3 separate regions of the Mus musculus genome follow, and regions 2 and 3 are each linked to region 1. Evidence: chromatin contacts called from public HiChIP or PLAC-seq and promoter capture Hi-C data. All regions are on one chromosome and are shown on one strand. The core of a region is the stretch at or near the end of the contact, and the rest is flanking DNA. Distances in the headings are between cores, read along the strand shown. Region 1 holds the start of Rras (related RAS viral (r-ras) oncogene). Region 2 holds the start of Kcnj14 (potassium inwardly-rectifying channel, subfamily J, member 14). Region 3 holds the start of Car11 (carbonic anhydrase 11).

The links. HiChIP or PLAC-seq counts read pairs in DNA pulled down with a chosen protein or histone mark. Capture Hi-C pulls out chosen DNA fragments and counts their contacts.
Region 2: a contact with region 1 is called in an H3K27ac HiChIP or PLAC-seq map of thymic regulatory T cells, with 5 times the contacts expected there. The contact joins the promoter of Kcnj14 here to the promoter of Rras in region 1. A contact is called at or near these places in 4 of 39 promoter capture datasets (hippocampal neurons, liver and pre-B cells), 7 of 115 datasets of contacts at active chromatin or transcription factors (astrocytes, bone marrow-derived macrophages, embryonic forebrain and 3 more) and 3 of 9 other capture datasets (adipose tissue, liver and pancreatic islet).
Region 3: a promoter capture Hi-C map of adipose tissue shows a contact between it and region 1, with 4 times the contacts expected there. The contact joins the promoter of Car11 here to the promoter of Rras in region 1. A contact is called at or near these places in 10 of 39 promoter capture datasets (the 3T3-L1 cell line, 3T3-L1-derived adipocytes, cranial neural crest and 6 more), 7 of 484 Hi-C or Micro-C datasets (CD4 T cells, cardiomyocytes, cerebral cortex and 3 more), 7 of 115 datasets of contacts at active chromatin or transcription factors (bone marrow-derived macrophages, embryonic hindbrain, heart atrium and 4 more) and 2 of 9 other capture datasets (adipose tissue and macrophages).

Annotation. Positions count from the first base shown.
Region 1 is chr7:45,016,249-45,019,642 of GRCm38.p6, reverse strand. Rras (related RAS viral (r-ras) oncogene) reads right to left here and starts at 1,701. Exons shown (of 6, transcript NM_009101.3): 1 at 1,475-1,701. The coding sequence starts at 1,627. It overlaps Scaf1 (SR-related CTD-associated factor 1), which reads left to right and starts at 3,394. Exons shown (of 11, transcript NM_001008422.1): 1 at 3,394.
Region 2 is chr7:45,823,046-45,826,439 of GRCm38.p6, reverse strand. Kcnj14 (potassium inwardly-rectifying channel, subfamily J, member 14) reads left to right here and starts at 1,693. Exons shown (of 3, transcript NM_145963.2): 1 at 1,693-1,823. It overlaps Grwd1 (glutamate-rich WD repeat containing 1), which reads left to right. Exons shown (of 7, transcript NM_153419.2): 7 at 347-1,217. The coding sequence ends at 664.
Region 3 is chr7:45,698,244-45,701,637 of GRCm38.p6, reverse strand. Car11 (carbonic anhydrase 11) reads right to left here and starts at 1,671. Exons shown (of 9, transcript NM_009800.4): 1 at 1,299-1,671; 2 at 1,138-1,212; 3 at 272-414. The coding sequence starts at 1,365.

The DNA.
Region 1 (3,394 bases), core at 452-2,951:
CCGAGGCTGTTTCGTCACTTGGAGAATCGAGGATGAAGACACTATACCATCTAACAGTTTTGATTGGCAAGGATTCCCTGCTCAACACTTAACACTTGACCTGGTACCGGTCAGCGACCAGCTTCTGAGAATTCTGGTTGAGCAAAGTAGCTGCCGATCTTGCTGTCTCTCTCTTCCCTTCCTCTCCCCCCCTCCCCCCATTCCTTCCCTCCTCTTGCTCCCTCCTCCATAAGCAGCCTCCAGTGTCTCCTCCCCTGGGAAGGTCTAGGTTCCAATCCTGCTTCAGAGAGGCAGCCCCACCCTTATCCCCGCCTCTCCCTTCCTGACTGTGTCCTGCTACTTCCAACCAGGCCTCTGGCCATCTCCAGGTTTGGCCCTTGGTGCTAGGGGCTCAAATTTGGACTCTTTCTTCCCACTGTAGGTTTCTCAACGGCATTGCCGGAGGCTCCTAGTCTGTGAATGTCCATCACCCAGGAACTTCTACAACAGCAAGTGGGCCCTCACTTTCCTAGTGTTGCCCTGATGTGGGGAGGCTCCCCGTGGGAACTGGGTGGAGGTTTCCGGGGCTGGGCTGGATTTTCTGAACTTGGCTGCTGAGGCTGAAGGTGGCTTCCTCTCTAGAGTGCTTGCTAAGGGCTGAGGCTAAAAGGGGTGCAAGGAATGGAGAGGATGAGGTTTGGTGTGTGTGGGGGGATGATTAGGACCCCAAAGTAAATAGATGCCCAAGGGTGAGAACAGCCTGGAGGGTTGGTTCCTGATGTAGGAGAGGTCTATTTATGGGACCTAGAACCTTCCAAGTAACAGGTCTCTGGAGGCTGTGAAAAACCTGAGTTCTATGCTTTTCTTTTTAAATCTGGAGATGACATGGGAGCTACTTAGAGTTTTCAGGGTTGAGGGTAAGGAGTTTGAGTGGGGAACTTAGGATGGAGAAATGGTTGGTTTTCCTTGGGGGTAGGATGGGGGGCTGCATTTAGCAGAATGGGGTATGCCAGATATTGGTGTTTTCCCAGGATGGTCATGTAGCAGGATCTTTCTGAAATCTCAGGTCTGAAGGGAAATCCTCTTCAAGCAGGGGTTACAGGGTGCCTGTTTTAGGACAGAGTGGTCCCAGCTGAGTCTTAGAATCAAAGTCTGGGCAATGATCAGGAGATTAGAGCCTCGGGGAGTGCTTGGGGTCTGAATGGAGCAACTGTTTGGAATTTAGGGTACTCCCAGTTGGTGAGCGGGGCTAGACAGACTAGGATGAGGGCTCTCAGGTACCTCTAGGAGGGTGATTTGTCCCAGGACATATTAGGAGAAAGCTTCCCCTCATGAAGGGGGTGGAGGCCCTGGGCATTTGGAGTCGCAATCAGAGGGTTAGAGATCCTCTTAGGAGGGTCTTAATGATGGTTCTGGGAGAAGCGAAAGTTTCAGGGAACCCAAAGGGCTCAAAGTCTCGATCTCGGGGAAACCCTCCCCGGTGAGGGCCCACTACCTGGATGAACTGGATGGTCAGCGCGCTCTTGCCCACGCCGCCGCCGCCTACGACCACCAGCTTGTGAGTCTCGCCGGGCGGGGGGTCCCTGGGTCCCGGCCCCCCGCCCCGGGGCCGCCCCCGCCCAGTCCCGGACGCCGCCCCGCTGCTCATGTCGCCACCGCTGCTGCTGCCGCCGCTACCGCCTAGGGGGAGTCAGGAGAGACCAAGGGGTGGGTTATGCTAATAATACTGCATAAACATGAGCTTTGGCCAGAGGACACGAGTCTCCGGATGCTTCTGGAGGAGGCGAGGCCAGAGTGAGGGAGGAGCTAGACTAATAAGGGTAGGGGAAACAAGGTTGCAAAAACGGGGAATTCCAAGAGGGGTGGGGATATGCTAATGACCCTGTGTCCACCCTAAGCACAGCCACGAGCTCTCCTCCTGCAGTCCGCCTTTGGGAGGAGCTATGCTAATAAACCCCATCTTTGGGCGAAAAAGTTTTCTTCGGGGCGGGGATATGCAAATTAAATGTTGCGGTAGTTATTATCTAAGGACCACTGTTTCTGGTAGGTGTGGCTTGGGGCTCCTTCTCAGGGCCGTATATAGGGAGATCTTAGGACAGCACAGGTCTCAAAATTAATCTCCGCCTCCTCCCTGGGATTGTCGCCAAGTTCTCTGCCCCAGCTTCGTTCTAGAGGCTGGCGTCTCGGCCTGTCTATGGACTTAGGCTTCCGGTTCCCGCTGTCCCAGCCAAACGGAAGATAGACTGGGAGGGGAGCTGGGGCCCTGGAGGGGGACAGCAGGGTAACTGGGCAGGACGGGCTGTGAGATCACCACATTCCTAATCCATGAGCCAGTTCATCCTAGTCGGGAAGTCCGGGTCTAGAAGGGCCGACAGCCAGGATTTCTGGGCTTTGGAAGGATGCGGTTGATAGCTCAGACACTGGTTCCTACGAGAGTATTGAGTTAGAGACTTAGATTTCTCCGGTCCGACTCCGGTCCAGGGGGTCGGGAGGGGCTCCTTACTACTACTGGGAAAGCTGGGAGTCTGGACTCATGGGGCCAAAGGATGGAGAGTCTGGGGACCCAGAATTCTGAGTTCGAGGGCATGAGTGCTCCGGGAGGGTTGTGGAAGAATTTAGCACTTACATTTATGTAAGATATGGTATTGACGTCCTGAAAGGGAAGAGGATTGAAATTCCAGAGTCCCAAGGAAGAGGGAAATGAGTCTTCACTCATCTGCTCTGAACCAGAAGACTCAGAGTTTGGATTTTCCTGTCCTGAGTAAAGGAGCTCTGGTTTGACTCCTGAGTTCTGAATTTAATGGAGATTATTTTAAGTTAAAGCCTATTCTGGACATCTTAGAATGAACTTATCTCAAAACAAACAAACGAAAAGAGGACTATAGATATAGTTTAGTGATAACATAGAACGTTTGTCTACCATGTATGAGCATTTAAATTCAATCTCTAGTTCCCCCCCCCCAATAAATAATTTTAGAAGCTGGGCATGATAACTGACGAGTCCCAGCACTGGGGAAACAGAAGCAGAAAGACAGCAGCAAGTTCCAAGCCCGTCTGAGATACATAAGACAGCGTCTCAAAAAAATCTTCTTAGGATTTATAGGAGAAAAAAATTAGAAGGGTTTCATATTCAGAAAGGACGACCATGGGCGGGGTAGCGTCCATCTTAATTGAACTACAATTCCCATGGATCTCAACAACGGAGCGCCTTTTTTACATCACTTCCTGATCCGCCGCCTTTTTCCCCGCGCACGCAGGACACTGAGGGGGGTCGTACCGCGCGCTCCAGCAGCCCCGCCCACTTCACCTCTCACCCCGTACACTGTCCCCCGCGTGACGGAGTCTTCACACGGACTACATCTCCCGGCATCCAGCGCGCGCACTCCACCTCCATGTGACGCATTGATTTCTGGGA
Region 2 (3,394 bases), core at 444-2,943, 810 kb before region 1:
TGCTGTCTTTTGGTAGCATCAGGGAGCTTAAGGAAACTGTTAAATTCCTGTTAAGGCTTCAACCTTAAAAGATCAGCCAAGCATGTGTTGGAGGGACCACCCCTCTGTTCTTGTTATAGGCAAGGAATGGTGCGGCATGTTCAGCGACATGCATGGGCAGGCTCCTGTCACCTTGTTAGGAGGCTGATTTGTATGAAAGCTTCCAGCAGCCCAAGGATAAGTCATCTTACCTCTGTCCTTTCCCCGTGTTTCTTTCCTGGGCCCTGGCTTTGTATGGGTATGGGAGGGGCTTCTGAGACAGAGTCTGGTACTCACACTGAGGTCTGACTCCTACACTCTCTTGTAGTCTGGCTCCCCTGTGGCCACCTTCAAGCAACATATGGCCCCCGTGACCTCTGTTGAATGGCACCCTCAGGACAGTGGGGTCTTCGCAGCCTCAGGTGCTGACAACCAGATCACACAATGGGACCTGGCAGTTGAACGGGACCCAGAGTCGGGGGAGACAGAGACAGACCCTGGGCTGGCGGCACTCCCCCAGCAGTTGCTGTTCGTGCACCAAGGTGAGACTGACCTGAAGGAGCTACACTGGCACCCACAGTGCCCGGGGGTCCTGATCAGCACCGCCCTGTCAGGCTTCACCGTCTTCCGCACCATCAGTGTTTGAGGTGGCCAACACTTGGCCTCAAGACTTGGCTCCACATGGGAACTGGATCGGTTAACTTGGCAAGGATCATTAGGCCTGTAGACTGCACCTCAGGAAGGAAGACTTGTTCAACTGGCCTACGTGGAACAGAAGGAACGGACTCTACTGACCTGGTATCTCTAAGGATTTGGATTGACCCTTGGCCCTGCCTTACACCAAAGACTAGGTGCAGGCAAAGATCCTTGCCTGTCCCAGATACGGCCTCAGGATGAGATTTTTGTCAGTGTTGACTCCTGGCTTGACCCCAAGGACCTCTGACCAGGGACCTAATTCTGGCTGTTGATCAACTTCAGGAACTTTAAGGGTTTTGCCATAGCTGGGCCAAGTCTGGGTCTGTGTCACTCCAGTGGAATTTAATTCTCTCTCTGCCTTCTGGCCAGTTAGATTTGGTTGAGATCCAAGTAGGGAGCCATCTGGGGTGCCCTCCTGTGCTGACCACTACTGTACTGGAGGAGGGTCTGGGGCTTCTGCTGTAATAAAGGACCACAATAAGGCCCCAGACACCAAGCTACAAGTCCTCTGAGCTTCTTTGCTGTGAGAAACCTAATGGTGGTAGGGAGGGGTTTGGTATAGAGCTGTCCCCTGCAGCCCTTCACCCATGCGACTCTCACCCTCTGGGCTTTCCCATGTTGTCTGGCTCCGAATGAGTAACTCTGTTTCTTTCTGGACCCCTGGCTCAGTAAGGCATCATCCTAGGGGAGCTGAGAACCCACACTTCCTCCCCTTTATCACTTACTCAGTATTTCCTGCTGAGTTCCCTAAGCCATCCGTGCCCTTCAGATGCCTCTATTTCCCATGTTCCTGATCTCTCCTGTCCCTCCCTGCCTCCCACCCATTATCTGCACTGTCCTCTCTAGTCTGCCTGGGCCGCAGCCCAGTGCCCTGCCTGGCCAGCCTCCCTGGCTCCCCCTCTGCAGTGCTGAGCCGGCTCCACCCCCACCCCCACCCCCCTCTGTTCAGGCCCTGATCCGCTGGAGCTCAGAGGTTGGGTGCCCCGGCTCAGGCTCAGGCCCCAGGGGCCGAGGACAGACCTGAACACATTAGCACCCACAGAGGCCCCTCTCCAGCCTGAGCAGAGGAACCCCCAGTGCAGGGAATGGGGGTGGGCGGCCCCCCCCAGGTAAGTGCAGATATGAGCCAGCCTGCCTCACCTTCCCTCTTCCCCCAACACCTTCCCTGATGTTCTATCCAGAAGTCTTCCCACTCTAGCACCCCACTTCTTGGTTTGTATCTCTGGTCAATTCCGACTTCATACATTTTCTCACTACCCCATTCTCCCTTTGAAAGGCAGCTCCTCACTCTCCCCATCCATCTGCATTTCATAAGATATGATCTTCATTTCTCTTTTCATTCTTATTCAGCCTTTGCTGACCTTTCTGGGTCTTGCCTGCCTCACCACCCCTGCCTGGTCTTTGTCTCTTTTTCTCTGTGTGTCTCTACCCTTTTTTCTAGGTCCCTGTTTCTCTGGTTGGTCTCTGTCTTTTTCTCTGGATTTCTGAGTTCCAGTTCACGGCCACTGTGACTCTGTTTCTGTGTGTGTGTGTGTGTGTGTGTGTGTGTGTGTGTGTGTGTGTGTGTCTGTCCCTCTCTCTGGGTCTCTTGTTTCTCAGTTGGTCTCGTCTGTCTCTTTCTCTGGGTCTCTGTCTCCCAGCTCTCCGCCACTGTGACTCTGTTTCTGTGTGTGTGTGTGTGTGTGTGTGTGTGTGTGTGTGTGTGTGTGTGTCTGTCCCTCTCTCTGGGTCTCTTGTTTCTCAGTTGGTCTCGTCTGTCTCTTTCTCTGGGTCTCTGTCTCCCAGCTCTCCGCCACTGTGACTCTGTTTCCATCTCTGGGTCTTTGCTCTCTCTCTAGGTCTCTTGTTCCTCTGAGTCAGTCCTGCACTACCCCAGCCCCCTTGGGTCTGTCTCCTGGACCATGCCACGGTGACCTCTTGTTTTTCTGTCTAGGTTTCTGTGCCTTCCTCAGTGTCTCTGTTTCTGAGTTGGTATTTGTCACTCTTTCTGGGTTTTTGTCTGTGTGTTGTTTCCTCCCCTCCGAGCCCCAGCTCAGCACTCACTTTGCATCTTCTTTGGGCCTGGTTACCCCAGTGTGCCTGGGTTAGCTGGCTACCTTGGAGACCAGGAAAGCCCCTGTCCCCTTTGAGGGGGCCTCCTTTGGGGTTCTCTCAGTATCCTCTGTTGCCACTACTTGGCAGAGGTAGGGGTGCCATTTCGTGTAAATGGGAGGGGCGGGGTTTTTGGCTCCAGATTATATAGTGACTTTGACATGAAGTTGAAGTACCTTAAGCCCTGTGGCTCCTTTATATGGAAACATTAAGCTGCTCTTGTAGGTCAGGTGGAAGATGGGGGGTGTGGATCAGGATCCTCCACCCCATCTTTTGCAGGAGCCGCCTAGCACTGGGCCATGTGGGATGCAGATGGCTCTCTGAAGGTATAAATCCCACCCAATCTAAGGTGGACACAGGTCTACCTCAGGCAGTAGCAGAGTTGTGGTCAGAGGTTTGGGACCTAAGACAGCTTTCCACCCTAGCACGGGAGCCCCAGAATGAGATGGGGTGAAGTCCTTGGCCCCTGGCCCCCTGAGCCATCAGTGCAAGGTGACTCCTAGAGGCTGGTAGGTACCCTGGACCACTGCAAGTCTTCCATCGGCACATGGGCTTGTCCCACTGCCAGCACTGTGGTCCTCACTGGGGC
Region 3 (3,394 bases), core at 422-2,921, 680 kb before region 1:
CAGGCAAGTAACATAAACTCTCTGGTCCATAAAAGAAAGCTAAAAAGATAGTAGGTTATTGTGAAGATGAGTGGGTTTGTTTAGTCTTTTCAATGCTTGGCATGAGTTGTCTTCTGTTTTCACTGCTTGGGTAGACATTGGGAAGCTGAGGAAAGCAGTGGGAAAGGGCAGGCCGGGTGATCTTCAGAGAGTAACTATTTATTCCCCATGGTTCGCCATCCACCTCAGCCCAGGTCCCCTCTGCTTAGACCCGCCCCACTGCAAAGCTTACCTTCTCTCCCCCGGTGCTGAGTCTGAGCGGGGGCAGAAAAGGGTCATAAAGAACCCGCTTCAGCTCCACATCCACGGGGCTCTGCCGCTTCCCCACAGCGCACAGGCTCCAGGCAGCGTTCACCAGGCCCCAGAAGGGAGGCCCTATGGGAACAGAAATAGGCTGGATTCCAGGCAGGACCTGCTGTGTGGATTGGGGCAGGGATAACCCCAGCTGAAGGAAGAAAACGAGGGAGGAAATCAGGAGCTTTGGGTCTAAGAGAGAAAGAACATGAGAGCCAGAATCCTGATTCCTCGAAGAATTTTGGAATCCCTTCCTAGGAGCTCATAACTGCTCCAAGCCTTGTTCCCATCTTTAAAAGGGCTATGTGAAAACAGAACTACAACTCCCAGTAAGCCTCAGGGGTGAAAACAACTCATCAATCTCCGGCCTGCCCCGTAGCCCCATGGGAGTTGTAGTTCTTTTAGTCTCCCAGGTCCCACAGCTGGATAAGAATATTAGGGGAGAAGAGTTATAAAAGAGGACTTCGAAGCCCCGGGCGAGGGGGCGGGACAGGGACCCGAGCTACCGAGTGTGTGCCTTCCAGCAGGAATAGGACCTGTCTATGGCTGCAAACACACACATTTCTCCACCCCCACACTTTCCTTGCACTCACTCCCACTCACTACTTGAAATGCGCATGTATAATGTCCCATGGTGAGCCGCTGAGGTTCAGAGGCTGGGCCCCACTCCTGAGGGAAGAAGGCAGGGGCTGGGAGCTTTGGTCCTATGGAAGATGAGAAGATCGAGGACCCAGACTCCTGAGCCTAGGAAAAACGGCGCCTAGGGATATGGGGTCGGGCTCTGGGTCTCCACCCTGTTTGCACCTGGCACGAAGTTTCCCTGGAGATTCTCCTTGTAGCTCCACCAGTCCTCGGGATCAGGTGCAGGTCCGATGTGAGCTGGGAAGAGAGCAGCTGCATCCCTCTCCTAGGCACCCCACCCTGTCCCTCCCTCAGAGGATGCTGCCAGGACCCCCAGGTCTTACCTGCCGCTCCCAGTGCGGCCCAGAGTACCAGCGCTTGAGGGGCGCTCAGGCGAGCGGCACCCCCCATCCAAGAGGCCTCGGAGCGACCCTTTCCCAGCGCCCGACCCCCTAGCTCTTCCCTCCCCTCCTCTTGGGACTTCCAGCCTGGCTGTCACCAGAACGGGAGCCCCAGCTCCCGGGATACAGGGGCTGGGACCGTGTACCCCAGAGCCCGTTTGACGCTCACTCCTCCGCCCGCCTGGGCCCGCTCCCTGCACTCGCTCTACCTCCCGAAGCTGCGATCGCCCTCGCCGGCCCCGGGTCCCTCTCGGTGCCAATGCACACCCCTTCTTCGCTCTCAACCAGCGAACCCGGCCGCGCACTCGCCGCGTGCGCTCCTCTCCCTCCGCCTCCTCCCTCACCCTGCCTTCTCTTCTTCCCTCTGTCCTCTTCCTCCTCCCTATTCGACTCTGCCTTCCCTTCTTCCTTCTATCTCACCTCCTCCCTCACCCTGCGCTGCCTCTCCCTCTTTCCATCTCCACCTCCTCTCGTCTTCTTCCCCACCCCCTCTTCCATCACCTCTGGTCCTGCTTCCCTCTTCCCCACCCACTTGCTCCCACTGGTTTGATGTTTGGTTGGGGGGTCTCCGCAGTAGAAAGGGCCGCACCCCTGGGCCCAGCCCTGGAAAGGGAGGTGCAGTGTAGCCGACGGAGCCCGAGGCCCCCAGCTCCAGGTGCCAAGGCTAGAAAGGACCGGGCGCTAGGGGCCTGGCGTGCAGAAAACCAGCTGGTCAGGACGGGGAGGCAGAGGCTTGCGGGACTGGAGGGTGAGAAGGCTGGAGGTGAGCTGATGCTGGGAAGGAGGGACAAGGTGCCCTGAAAGGGGACCAGGGGGAGCAAGATGTCAAGTGGCAGGGAAAGACAGAAATAGACACAGGGAGACTTTATGGTCAGGGCTGGGCAAGAAGGAGAGACAAATAAAGAGACACATTACAGAGTCACAGAGACACAGAGAGAGTGCTTAGAGACAAGCGAGCAAGATGCTATGCAGAAAGGAAAGAGAGATAGAGACTAAAAAGCATGATGTCGGGTCATAGAAAAAGAGACAAAGGCATAACTACATAGAGGGAGCATGGTGGTTCTCACTTCCCATCCCTGCATGCAGGAGGCTGATTGGAAGCCATCCTGTGCTACACAGTAAGACCTTGTCTGAACAAAACAACTAACAGCTCACAGGAAAAAAAAAAAAAAAAAGAATGAATAAGTCACAGAAGGACAGAGAGGTGGAGAGAGGCAACCACCAAGAAATACAGTAGAGATAGACACAAGGAGACCCACCCATGGGATTAGAGGAGCCAGGTGGGCCAGCAAGAAGGATGAAGACGGAGTGGAATAAATGCAGATACAGAGACACATCGGGAGATACCAAGGCACAGAATAGAGAGAGAAAGATCATTTAGGCAGGAAATGGAGGGCAGACAGAGACCCAAAGATACACAAACACCAAGTATAAAAGAACAGAGAAGGAGACCTGGAGCCTCACAGAAGGGGCCCCATATACAGAGTTGCTCATGCACAGAGCAAGACAGAAGGACAGAAGCCCAGGCAGAGGAGAGGGCCTAGTCACAGACCAAATGACTTGAGGAGAGCACCGAGGACAGAGGGAGGCAGGCAGGCAGATGTGGTGAGTTGGAGAAGCTCATGTTGGAAACCATCATGTCTCCAAAAGCAAGGCAGCACAAGAAAGGAGTACAGGGAGCAGCAGGGAAGAGGGAGGAAGCACAGGGCACTGACAGAGAGATCCCGCTATGTGGGCTTCTCTCAGCCCCGAAGCTGCTCAGCATGTGGGGTCAGCATCAGTCCTGTTCCACAGGTAGAGTTAGGGGTCAGAAGGAGCAGCACCTTCTGTAGGGGACTGACTAGTGTCCACTCTGCTCCTAAAACAAGACATCCCCTGGAACTCAGGAGTGGGCTTTATTTGATGAGGTCTTAGCTTGTGTGTTTTTTTTTTTTTTTTTTTTGGTTTTTCGAGACAGGGTTTCTCTGTATAGCCCTGGCTGTCCTGGAGCTCACTTTGTAGACCAGGCTGGCCTCGAACTCAGAAATCCGCCTGCCTCT